Linked DNA regions of Capsicum annuum: region 2 is linked to region 1. Evidence: chromatin contacts called from public Hi-C data. All regions are on one chromosome and are shown on one strand. Each heading gives the region's core, a stretch centred on a gene start, on an enhancer-like site or on the middle of the called end of the contact. The rest is flanking DNA. Distances are from core to core; before and after follow the strand shown. Region 1 holds the start of LOC107878356 (ADP,ATP carrier protein 1, mitochondrial). Region 2 holds the start of LOC107878354 (putative E3 ubiquitin-protein ligase RING1a).

Region 1 (6,466 bases), core at 1,542-4,041:
AGTAGGGAAGCTTCCTATAAGCATGGAACCCAATAATTAAGCTACAATGTGGAGCTTTCAGTTCAAGTATTGAAGATACTTCAAAAACTGGAATAAGGAAATTTAATCACGAAGCAGTCAAAACCGTACCAACAAAAGCACATCCTCATGGACATCGAGATGACAACATACCCAGTGTATCCCCACAAGCGGAGTCTGGGAGGGTAGAGTGTATGCAGACCTTACCCTACCTCATGGAGATAGAGAGGTTGTTCCTGAAAGACCCTCTGCCCAAGTAACACATAACAAGGCAGTTTGAAAAACACAATACACTCACGGACATCGAGACAAAGTAGGAAATCTAAGTAAAAACAGCATACTCACCAAAAAATTCAATACGGACACAGTTAGAAATAGCTATTTGACAATTACTGGGTATCAACATAAATCAACAAAGGAGTCAGGTATGAAAAGCATTGGATCACACAAAAAAGGGACTAGTTCAAATCAAAAACCAGTAGTAATTTAAACCAGAAAATCACCTTAACGTGTAGATAACACATAAAATAACTAAGATATTTACCAATATTATTGATAGAAACGAATATATTTTCATTTTCCAAATTCAATCTCAAATCCAAAACGGAAATAGAAATGATCTCAACTGTTCTGCACCAAACTACTACTCTATAGAAGTTTCCAACTTCACGATCAACTGATCTATTAATCCAATGAAGTTGACAAGTAAACAAAATTACCCCTAACTGGGAAAAAAAAGGAGATCCACAGTTCATTTAGAAATATTACACACAGTATAGGTGTTTCTACATGTAGGGAGAGTGAAAATCCATACCAATATTATTGATAGAAATAAATATAATTTCATTTTCCAAAGTCAAACTCAAACCCAAAAAAAAAGAAATGAGAAACGATCTCAACTATTCTAGACCAAACTAATACTCAGTAAACAAGCAACCAATATCGAAGGGAAACTGAAATCCGTCAATCATACAACAACACAGTAAAACACAATCGAATAGGGATTCTTGGCTAAGTAGACTTTTTAAGTCTATTATTTTGCAAAATGGACTATAAGTTTTTTTATTTAGTGATATGACCCATTTTTAAGACAGATCTATTATCTGTCCGACAGATCTATTATCTGTCACTTGAAGAGGGTTGGACATTTTGCAAAATGCAAACTTAAAAAGGCCTAACAGCCAAATTTTCTCCTTCACAATCACTGATTTACTGATCCGATGAAGTTGACAAGCAAACAAAATTAAATGATCAACAGTTCATATAGCAATATTTACACATAGTATAGGTGTTTTTACATGTATGGACAGTGAAAACCCATACCAAATAACGATATTACCAATATTATCGATGGAAAGGAATATATTTTCATTTTCCCAATTCAAACTCAAATCGAAAAAGGAAATGAGGAATGATCTCCACTAAACAAGCAACCAATATCACAGGGAAACTGAAATCCGTCAATCATACAACAACACAGTAAAACAAAATCGCATACTAATACATCAACAATTAAACGATAAATCACAAAATCAACTTTATCTAATACAATTCTTATCTAGATGAACTTCACAATCACTGATTTACTGATCCGGTGAAGTTGACAAGCAAACAAAATTAAGTGATCCGCAGTTCATATAGCAATATTTACACAGTATAGGTGTTTCTACATTGTATGGAGAGTGAAAACCCATACCAATAACAACAATACTTACCAATAATATCAATAGAAACGAAAATATTTTCATTTTTTTCCAAAATATCAAACTCAAATCGAAAAAGGAAATGAGAAATGATCTCAACTAAACAAGCAACCACTACCAAAGGGAAACTGAAATTCGTCAATCATACAACAACACAGTGAAACACAATTTCATACTAAAACATCACTAATCAAACGGAACAAATCACAAAATCAACTTGTTCACTTTCAACTGATCTATTAATAAAGTAAACGAAATTCAAATAAAACAATATTTACACACAGTAAAGGTGTTTCTACATGTATGAAGAGTGAAAACCCATACCAATAACAACGATAATTACCACTTTTCTGAATAGAAACGAATATATTTTCGTTTTTTCCAAATTCAAACTCAAATCCAAAAAGGAGATGAGAAATGATCTCCACTAAACAAGCAACCAATATCAAAGCGAAACTGAAATCCGTCAATCATACAACAACACAGTAAAACTCAATTTCATACTAAAACGTTCAATAATCAAACGAAACTAAATCACAAAATCAACTTGTTCACTTCCAACTGATCTACTAAAGTAAACCAAAATTCAAATAAAGCAATATTTACACACACAGAGTAAAGGTGTTACTACGTGTACTGAGAGTGAAAATTCATGCCATACCTGAGAAAAGGCGAGAAGTTTTGTTTCCCACCTCTGAGGAGAGGAGAAAGTAGTAAGTTATGTTTTGGAAGAAGCAGAGTGTATTTTAGGAAATCGAGATTCGAGTGGCACGAGCTTCTAGAAGGTACGGCGGATTAGGGTTTCCAGACCTATTGACTCATCTGACCCTGATGTTCCGTTGATATTATCCTAACTGCCATTTTCGCGCTTCATTCAACTACAGTCATAGTCATGGACAGTCCATTATGGTGGCGGCTAGGAATAAGGTGGGGGTAATGAGCACTGTAGCTTGGAATGAGCAACGTGTTAGGTTCAATTTACTAGGTGTTTTCTTTCCCATCTGTTTTGATAATTTTAGTCGAAATGCGCGTAAGCTGACTCGAATACCACGGTTATATATAAAAAAAAATAGGGGTAATGAACAATATATATATATATATAACATAACATATATAGTACTATATCCAATGCTAATGTCGCTTTCCTATTTTTATATTACCATTTTTTTTTATAATTACTACTCCCTCCGTCTCATTTTATGTGTCATTATTTAATTGGACATGAAGTTTAAGAAATAAATACTGAATTTATAAAATTATCCCTCTTAAAGTTACTTTAATGTTTATATTTTAGTTATCTTTCTTATTAAATGGGATCCAGTAAGAATAAAATGTAAATAATGTCATTAAATAGTTGTCAAATGAGAAAAGATAACATTATTTTTTGGACGGACTAAAGAGAAAATGACAGACACATAAAATGCAATGGAAGGAGTACATTTCGGTCAATTTACATACACTTGACATCGAGATTTGATAGATGGGATAAAATTATCTATTTTTATTTCTATGGGATTTGAATCGAAATTTCGTAGTTCTCAAGTTTACGAGGTACCTATTATATCCTACCAATAGAGGTATCAAGCAACTCATGCATCAATCGTGAACTTTTGGGAAGGAAATTAGTGATTTCATCTCCATTGAGTTTTAAACTTGAAATCTCGTGATTTAAAGTCACTTACTTCCTTGATAACTAGATCGGTGAATGTTATAAACTTATATCAAACTTGACATTGTTTAAATTATATTTCGATTTAGGCTTACGTACTATATTAAGGATTATTGAAAGAAGATATTAACATGCTAACGAAAAATTAATTTGATACAAATTACATCCCAAAACAGATGAAAACTTTTAGAAGTCTTTTTACATGGATTGGATTATAGTCCAACATTATAATGTCTAGACTAATTTATTCCATCCAGTAGTTGGTATAAAATAAATCTAAATGGAATGGAATAAATTTATACTATCTACTAAACATAGTACAATATATATTTTATCTCAAATTTAATCATGAGATATTTCACCTTTATCCCGAATTTAAACGGGGAAAGTATCTGTGTGAGTTGTCCCAAGTTACGAATAATTCAATAAGGAATACTACTCCATAGTCGTGATAGAAACGGAGCAGAAAACAAATTAACATAATATTGGAGAAGTTCCAAGTGAAATTTCATTTTGTGGTGACTTACTTACCACTCAATTATTTGAGAGAAGTAAAGGAATTCAAATGCTCAGAACAACAATTATATGTTGTTTTTGGATACAAATTACACAATACAAGCCTATCTGTCCTGAAAAATAATTTAGGAAAGATGGAGATAAAAGAGTGAAAACAAAAATGGGCAGCATAGTTCTAACGGATATTCATGAAAATCATTAAGCTTTGTAGTCCAGTCCCCCCAACACGTTGATATATGAACATGAATGTATACAGTTTTGTAAACCAATGAGGCTTTGATACGTTGAACTGCTTCAGGGCTCGGTCTTCTACATACCGTCCCTATGAAGAACATAAGGAAGTTTTTTGCTTTGCCAGTAACTGCCTAAGCTTTTTGATCAGCTGAGGATTTGAGCACATATAATCCTGGAATGTCTCCCTCAGGCTCTTCAACGTGTTCTTATGATCTTCAGTGTGGCCTATGTTGAGTAACTTGGTGAATAGGTTCTTCCAGAGCTCAATTTTCCAGTATCTGAAAGCAGAATGGAGAATAAGGAACATATCACATACCAACAAGCAACTGGAATTTTGCTATTTCGTCCGGACCATAATGACTTGATACTATATGCCAAATCATCAATGCAAGTGTTCATAAAATAACATGCATTATGTTAATGAGTGTGGACACAAGATGTGCCAGAAACAAAGCAGTGGAGCAAAGACATACCGCTTAAAAGGTAACTTAGGTTGATAATGATGGCCACCATGGGGAGAAGGTCTTTTCTCAATCTCCATATATGAATTGTGAAGCATCATGTGTACAATAACGCAGAGGCCATATGCATCCACCTGGTATCCCCATTACATGTCAATATCTAGGTTCCAGTTCGCACCAGTTTAATCATCTGGATAATAAAGTTTCTAGATCTTGAAAGGCACTTACCTGATACTTCCATGGCTTTTTTTCTTGCATTTGGATGCAGCGGAAACCAGAAGTTCGACTGTCTCCTATAAACTCGGTCTGGTCAGGGAAGAGGCTCAGGTCTATACCCCGTCCCCAGTCGACAAGGCTAAGTCCCTGGAAAATAAAACTGTGATAGTCTGCCAATGTTCATAAATATTACCAACACAAAACGAAAAAAAAATAAAAAATTACCTGTTCCCTCCAAGGACCAGTACGGAGACGAAAAGTTTCCACGTCTTCTTCCAGATCATCCCTGAAAGGCACAATACCACACACTTCATCAGAGACCATAAATTACTCTATTTTCACAGTTCAACAATTCAAATGATATTTTGAATTGTCCTAAAATCAGGTCCAATTTCCTAAAGCCAAAGAATAAGTTTTTCCAGATTTAAATATTACTATGCCTCAAACCCATACTATTTGTAGTTGGCCATACAAATCCTCTATATTCTGCTCCATTTCATAAAATTAAATTGAAATCTCACCTTAAAATCTATTGATTTCGCTGGGATCTCACTAGGTATGAGCGAGAGAAATTGTAAGCAACCTACGAGTACAGATTTCGCAAACTCATGCCAATGCATGTGACTTCTTATCATGTTCCAATGAAAAACAAAAAGTACAAATCCTACCAATTACCCTTTTTCAGAAGGATAAGAGAACCAAAAAGTGAGATAAAACCATAGAAAATGTACATGCAGAAACTCTATGACTCACTATTCCCCCCTATTGATCAAGTATTAACATGTAAGAATAGGAGTAAATGCCTTTCATGTTTGTATGACTGAAATGAAGGCTTTAGTTACCTCGCATAACGAATCAGAAGATTATCCGGTTTGAAGTCGCCATGAATAATCCGGGAATCATGCAAAGTTTCTAAAATGCAGAGCATCTCAATGGTGTAATAAATACTCAACACTTCTTCCATGGCCCCACCAAGCACAACATTGGAATTGATTGCATCCTGCAAGGCGCTCAAGTCAGGACTAAGCATAGATAGGGAATCGTATCATTCAAGTTGAAGGTGAAGGGACAATAGGCACCTACCTGAAGTGTGCCATTAGCCAGGAAGTCAGAAACAAGTATGCTGTAGTCAGAATACAGATGCAATCTGTGGGCATACCCAAAGCTTAATCTCTGGTGAATAAAAATGAAACAAATCAACACCATTTTCCTAGACAGCAAACACCAGTATATAGTCTAATCTCCATATTACATACTTCTTTCTCTGGAATTCGCATATCCAGCTGACGATAAATGTAGAATTCCCAAGGGAAAGCTGGCTTTTGGATCTGCAGAGATCAGTAAGATAAAAAGAACATTCAGGACACTTCCAGTGTCAGTTTTTTTCATGAAGGGAAGCAAGCATAAACTACTATATCACCTTAAGTGCGACAACCTCATCTGGATTACCATCACAACATGCTTTAAATACTTGAGCAAATCCTCCCTGACCTGCACAGCCTTTGATCTGATAGCTGTATCCACCTGAAATGATCATAAGTTCATGACGCAGAAACAATTAGCTAACAGCAGACCAAGTTCATGCTCCTAGACACTTGAAGCCCTCAAATTTCACTGTTATCATAGTGTATCATTTCCTGAATTTAAGG
Region 2 (6,466 bases), core at 1,944-4,443, 220 kb after region 1:
GGATATCTCTATCAAATATATTATCATTATCTTAAACAACATTCATTTGAGGATCGATTTTTACCTTTGCAACAAATCTTGAAGAAGTAGTATCAATAGTACGTAAAGAAGCTGCACGATTTCTAGCTGGACCATATAATGGCTATATAGGAGAAATATGATGTACAATGGGTAATAATTTAGGCTGAGAAGAAAAAGAATGTCGCAGACTGATCATCAAATTGAATACAAATTCTACCATTCAAATTTTGAGTAATATACGAAAAGTCGCTATAAGTTAGATTATTAGTAATCCGACTCAGAGAAATAACCGAATTTAGGGTCCAAGTAGCTGGAAAATTAATTTCATCCCACTTGATAAATCTTCTAATGGTGACTTTAGACTTTGCGAATTTGATTTCTACCAAAATAGTCTGATCCGATGTATCATATAATTTACATCTTGGATTCAATGTGGACAATAATTTATAATAAATTCTATATGATAAACATATAAGTTCAAAACCGGGTGCATAATTATAACCATGCGTTTTAACATTTAAGGTTAAAGCATCAAGTATATTAACATCAGACAGTGATAACTGCAAATTTAATTGAGTATTAAAATACATCGGACCATGGCCACAGTAGATTCAATCGAACCCATCAGAGATTGTCGAAAATTTAAATTTCTAGCATCTCTAAGAGCCACAAAAAATGTTTCTAGTAACCCTTTAAGGGTTAAAGGTTTAAAAGCAATCTGAACCATACCAATATGTAAGTAATTATAATGATTTTTTATTACTATTACTATTATTATTATTATTATTATTATTATTATTATTATTATTATTATTATTACTATTACTATTACTATTATTATATTACTACTATATATAAGTGAAGGTTGGGGTGACTACCAAGGATATTTTGGTAATTTTAGTCATCCCAACCTTCACTTATATATAGTACTCCCTTTGTTTCATATTAGTTGACCCCTATAGACTTGACACGTCCATTAAGAAAAATATTTATTAGGAGTCTATTTTACTAAATTAGTCTTATTAATTATGCTTTGAAAATATAAATTTGAATATATACAACTTGTTTAGTAATTTAATGATAAGGGTATTATTGAAAGAACATATTAAAATTCTCTTGACTTTATCAATGGAATAACTAAATTGAAACAAATATTTTTAGAAAGAGAGCCAACTAAAATGAAACGAAGGAAGTAGTAAATAAAATGGTTACACGTGCATATGATTTTTTCTTATATTTATTATTTTTGTCATCATTTTTGTGGTACAATAAAATGGTTACACATGCATATTGTTTTTTCCTTATATTTATTAGTTTTATCCTCATGTATTATTGTAATAATATTTTTATTTAGACCTTTGTAATTAAATTATACATGGTAGTATTTTTTTATAAATATCTTTTTGTTCCTTATTAAATGGCTACCAAGGGTATTTCGATAATTTTATGGTGCAATAATACATGCATATTGCTTTTTTCTTATATTTATTAGTTTTGTCCTCATTTTTATGGTGCAATAAAATAGTTACACATGCATATCATTTTTTTCTTATATTTATTCATTTTGTCCTCATGTATTATTTAAATAATATTTTTATTTAGACCTTTGTAATTTAATTATACATGGTAGTATTTTTTTATAAATATCTTTTTGTTCCTTATTAAATTACTTGATTTTTATACTTCAAGGGTATTTCGGTAATTTTATGGTGCAATAAAATGGTTACATATGCATATTGCTTTTTCCTTATATTTATTAATTTTGTCCTCATTTTTATGGTGCAATAAAGTGATTACACATACATATTTTTTCTTATATTTATTAGTTTTGTCTTCATGTATTATTTTAATAATATTTTTATTTAGACCTTTGTAATTGAATTATCATGGTAGTAATTTTTTATAAATATCTTTTTGTTCCTTATTAAATGACCATCAATGATATTTCGATAATTTTATAGTGCAATAAATATTTTGAAATCAACGTATGTCTCCTCAACTTATATATTTAAAACCTTCAAATGAGATATGCATCATGTGCTTTTTCAGAAATGTCCAAACGAAAGATGTGCCACCAACTGTAGTTGCAACAATCTAGCTACATTTTTATCCACTTATATAATCACTTTTGCATTGGTTGGACCAATTTAGTAAGCTCAATTTTGTTCCACACTGAATGTATATATCATGTTAACATCGATTCATTGTACTATATTTGTTTTCTTTTGCTCCTATACTAAACAATTAAAACAAGTAGGAAATAATCTTCCCCAAAAGTTGAATCTCTTTTACACATTAGTGTTGCAAAATGTCCGTGCCTTGCACGAGCACATATATTGTGTGTGTGTATATATAATGGAAATAGAAATAATAGTAATAATAAATAAAAATGAAAGTAGGAGAATAATACCCACAAAAGACAAATTAGTAGTACTATCAATAGTAAAAAAAATGAAAAAATGAAAATAGTACCTACAAAAGATAAATTAGTAGTATTATTAAACTTTTACTTCTTTATTGGTAGAATATATATATTTAACTACAAATTCAGTGATTAACATAACTCATAAATTTTAAATTTTAACTTCTCTACTACCCTCATTAGAAAAAAAAAAGTAGCTTAATATTTCTCATCATCTCAAGGACACTACTCTTATTCTTCTCTTCTGTTCATCACTGACCTTTTTCTCTATCATCTAATTGGCATAAGATTCTAATGAGCAAATAAATTTATCACCAAAAATTATTAAAAACGATCATATTTTTTTGTGTGAACACAATATGTTTTAAACGACGTATTTTCTAATTAGTAAAAAAAGGGGAAAGAATATTTGGATCGTAGATTTCATCTGATCCTCACTGTATCACATTTTAACACACGCAATATATTCTCAATTTTGCAAAACATTAAAATTGCTTTCGAAATTGTTCAAAAGACCAAAAAACTCTGACTCACCATATATTTTTAATACCTTCATCTTGGAGCAAAATTATATATATGGATCAAATAAATCTAATAACTTTAATTTAAACTCTATGTTTGTATCCAAAAACCAATCAAATATACATGACTCTTTAACTACAAACTTGGCAATTAACATAAACTATTCTTGACAATCAATGTAAAATATATTGATAAGCTTCAAATTCCGACTCCGCTCATACTACCCTTTGTTAGAAAAAGGCAAAAAAAAAAGTCTACTTCTCTTGCCTTCTCTTTCTCTCCTTCTCTTCACTCTACCCCTTTAGCTTATGCTTTCATCAAATTTACAACTCTCTCACTTCCAAACACCAAAATAAAGCCAACAAAATTTTCGTAAAAAAGTAAAAAACTTCACCTTTTTCTGCAAAAACAAGCGGTGCTTAGCCAAAAATGCCAGCACAGAAACGCTTGCTATCGAATTACCAAGATGATGATGATAACAACAACAACGGAGAGGATGATAACTCCCCGGAGCAGGAGCAGGAGCAGGAGCAGCAGCAACACCACCGTCGCCGGAAACAATCACGGCGAGCTGTGGAAGAACAAGAACAAGAAGTTGAAGAGGAGGAAGAAGAGGAAGAAGAAGATGAAGAGGATGTTGATGGTGATGATGATGATCAAGAAGTGGAGAATAATCAATCTTCTGATAATGGTTAGCTTTTTAGCACTTTATATTAATACCCAAATTGTAAATCTGTGTTTACATCTGCATTTTCTTTTTTTTACTTTTAGTGTTGTTATGAATGTTTGTGTGCTTGTATCGTGCATTGATTTTCTTGGGTTTGTTTGTTTGATTGTTTGCAGATTCTGAAGGAAGTGGCACTGACCCAGAAGCCTTTGATGAGTAATAATTCTCTTTATTCTTCAAGATCTTTTTTTTTTTTTTTTAATCTGCATGGTTAATTTAGTGTTTTTTAACTGCTGTTTTCGATGTTTTTATCTCGTGGGGTTAGTTCAGATGTTGTTTTTATGCTATTTGGGTAGCTAAATCTGTGACCCTTTTGTTCGTTTTGTTGAATTTGATGGTTCTTGTTTTGAGCAACGGAAGATTGATGGATGCTGAGTTTCTACTTTTAAACTTACTTTGGGCGTGTTTTTGATGCACTCATGTTGCTTGATTTAATGCGTAAATGATCATTTCCGCATGCGATTGTTAGTTTTAATATCTGGACTTTTCGGAGGAGTTTTTTCTATAAGTAGATTAATTGATTGTGAATTTGGAAATGCTATAGGGGGTATTGCTTTTTGAGTTATGAAGCATCCATTTTTATGACTTACTGTCTTACCCTTTTTTGATATGCATTGCATCGCATGGTGCTCTAGTTTTACATTTACTTGTATTCTCAATTTATATATATGGAACTTGCCCAAAGAGGGAGGCAGTGGTGTAAACCAGAAATTTTCTTCTTGCCATACTTCTTTGAAATATACAACCTTAAAGATTGTAAGGATGTAACTACATTGTGTCACTCATGCATGTATGCAAGCTCATGCATGTTTTTTTTTTTAATCAAGCTTCTATACTTCTGCCAGACCCCACTTTGTGGGAATTCACAGGGTATGTTGTTGTTGTAAGCTTCTGTACTTCTTGAATGGTGTCTAATCCTATCGCAGTATGAGCTTAACAGTATAAGCTATATAATCTCGGCTGTCCCTTTTATCTTATTTTAGAGATGGATCGAAGATTAAAACTAGGATGGGTTCAACCTTCAAGATTCTTAGCATTATAATCATTATACTTTTCAAAATATGGGTTCAAATTCCTTATTTGTTGAAAATATAGTGATTTTTCACATATATATCGATACTCTGTGTCCAAAAAACTGGGTTCTGTTGACCCAGTTGCACAAACACTCTATCCGCCCACTGTTTCATTTGGCAGTTTTGTAAACACTTCCATTTTGTGGATATGGTAATGTTTTTGGTTGTGTCATTTGAATATGAGATACATCACAACGTGATATTTCAGTTTCTGATGTATGAAATTAGGTTCTTGACTTCAGCGTAAAATAACTCCTGGGGGCATCCTGAGTGTAGAGAATTTTATTTTGAAAATTTGGACTTTTCTGTTGTTCTAGAAGGTCGTTGATGCTCATAATTTTGTGTTTATCCTCAAATATTCAGCTTGAACTTACCTAGAACTTCATGTATATATAATCATAGACACTAGAATAGTCAACCTTTTCCTGACTTAGTTTGCCAGATTTTGTTGTGTGAAGGGCTGAAAGCCATTTAGGATGGGATGTTCTATTTTTTATATTTGTGCTTAAAGTTATGTAGTGCTTCAGATTTGTCCTCTTTTGGGACATATGTCACTGTTGACCGTTATCTATTTAAAATGGTAGTCACTCAATTTGCCAGAGGTCAGTATAGTTATCCTATTATATGTCTCTGGATCTGGCCAACAACAACATACCCAGTGTATTCCCACATAGTGGGGTCTGGGGAGAGTAAAATGTACGCAGCTCATACCACTATCTCCGAAGAATTAGAGAGGCTGTTTCTGATATACCGGCCATGCAGGATAAAACTTTCACCCATATAAAGCCATTACTTATATTGAACATTTATGGAATACTTTTGCCTTACTGTAAGATTTGTTAATATGAATTACATAGTGCTCAACAGTTGTTCATGAAATATATGGTTAGGTTTGTGCAATCATGATGTCAGCATGACCAAATAAGTAATATGAGTATATGTGTAAGATATCTTATTGATAAGTCTATGTGTCTTTTAGTGACTGGAATTGGTGTCTCAACATCCTTGATAACTGCAATTGGACTTCACAGAAGTCTTATACTTTTTCAGTGAAATTTACTAGTTCAAAATCCCTTGGATTTTCAAAATGAAATAACTTGTTAACTTTAGTCATATTTACTTAGTAATGAAAAACCAGTTATGTTAGATGGTTACAACGAGTATAAGGTGGCACACTATTTTCTTTTTAACATTTCCTGGGAGTGTGTCTATTTGGTTCATGGTTAGCATCATCACATTATTGTCCCTTGACACTGGAAGGTCCATTTAAGAAGTTGTTACTGCAAAGGAATAAAAGAAGTAGCTTTTTGCATTCTTTAGCTCAATGGAACCCTTTTCTACAGTTTTTAAGAAGTGTAGAACATCCCATTGTCCCGAAGAAAGTGAGGGTGAATTACATAAAGCTCAGTCAGGTTGTCATCTTGCATGCTGAACTGAAAGTTAAAATGTACAAATTTCTAGAAGTTATTCTCCAGAATGTAGAACCTTTTGATCTTACTGATTATCAATTTTCTACATTATCATCATCTCATATTTCTGGGTATTTGATTCAGTTTTGTAACTTTATAGTGTTTGCCTGCCTGCAGGTTGATCGCTGTATCACGATCTGAGATTCGTACCAATGTACAATGTCCTATATGCTTAGGTATTCTTTATTATTTTATTTTATTATTTTGAATATTTACAGCTTTGAGTTTTTTG

Evidence for each region. Hi-C and Micro-C count contacts between places; a contact is called where the count stands out from the background.
Region 2: a Hi-C map of placenta shows a contact between it and region 1, with 2.9 times the contacts expected there. The contact joins the promoter of LOC107878354 here to the promoter of LOC107878356 in region 1. A contact is called at or near these places in 3 of 5 Hi-C or Micro-C datasets (bud, leaf and placenta).

The regions. Positions count from the first base shown.
Region 1 is chr7:206,360,059-206,366,524 of UCD10Xv1.1, forward strand. It overlaps LOC107878356 (ADP,ATP carrier protein 1, mitochondrial), which reads right to left and starts at 2,792. Exons shown (of 4, transcript XM_016725311.2): 1 at 2,383-2,792. It overlaps LOC107878355 (mitotic checkpoint serine/threonine-protein kinase BUB1), which reads right to left. Exons shown (of 14, transcript XM_016725310.2): 7 at 6,238-6,341; 8 at 6,074-6,145; 9 at 5,901-5,990; 10 at 5,660-5,817; 11 at 5,043-5,103; 12 at 4,830-4,964; 13 at 4,614-4,735; 14 at 3,948-4,418. The coding sequence ends at 4,229.
Region 2 is chr7:206,577,488-206,583,953 of UCD10Xv1.1, forward strand. It overlaps LOC107878354 (putative E3 ubiquitin-protein ligase RING1a), which reads left to right and starts at 3,194. Exons shown (of 10, transcript XM_016725309.2): 1 at 3,194-3,656; 2 at 3,809-3,848; 3 at 6,352-6,410. The coding sequence starts at 3,395.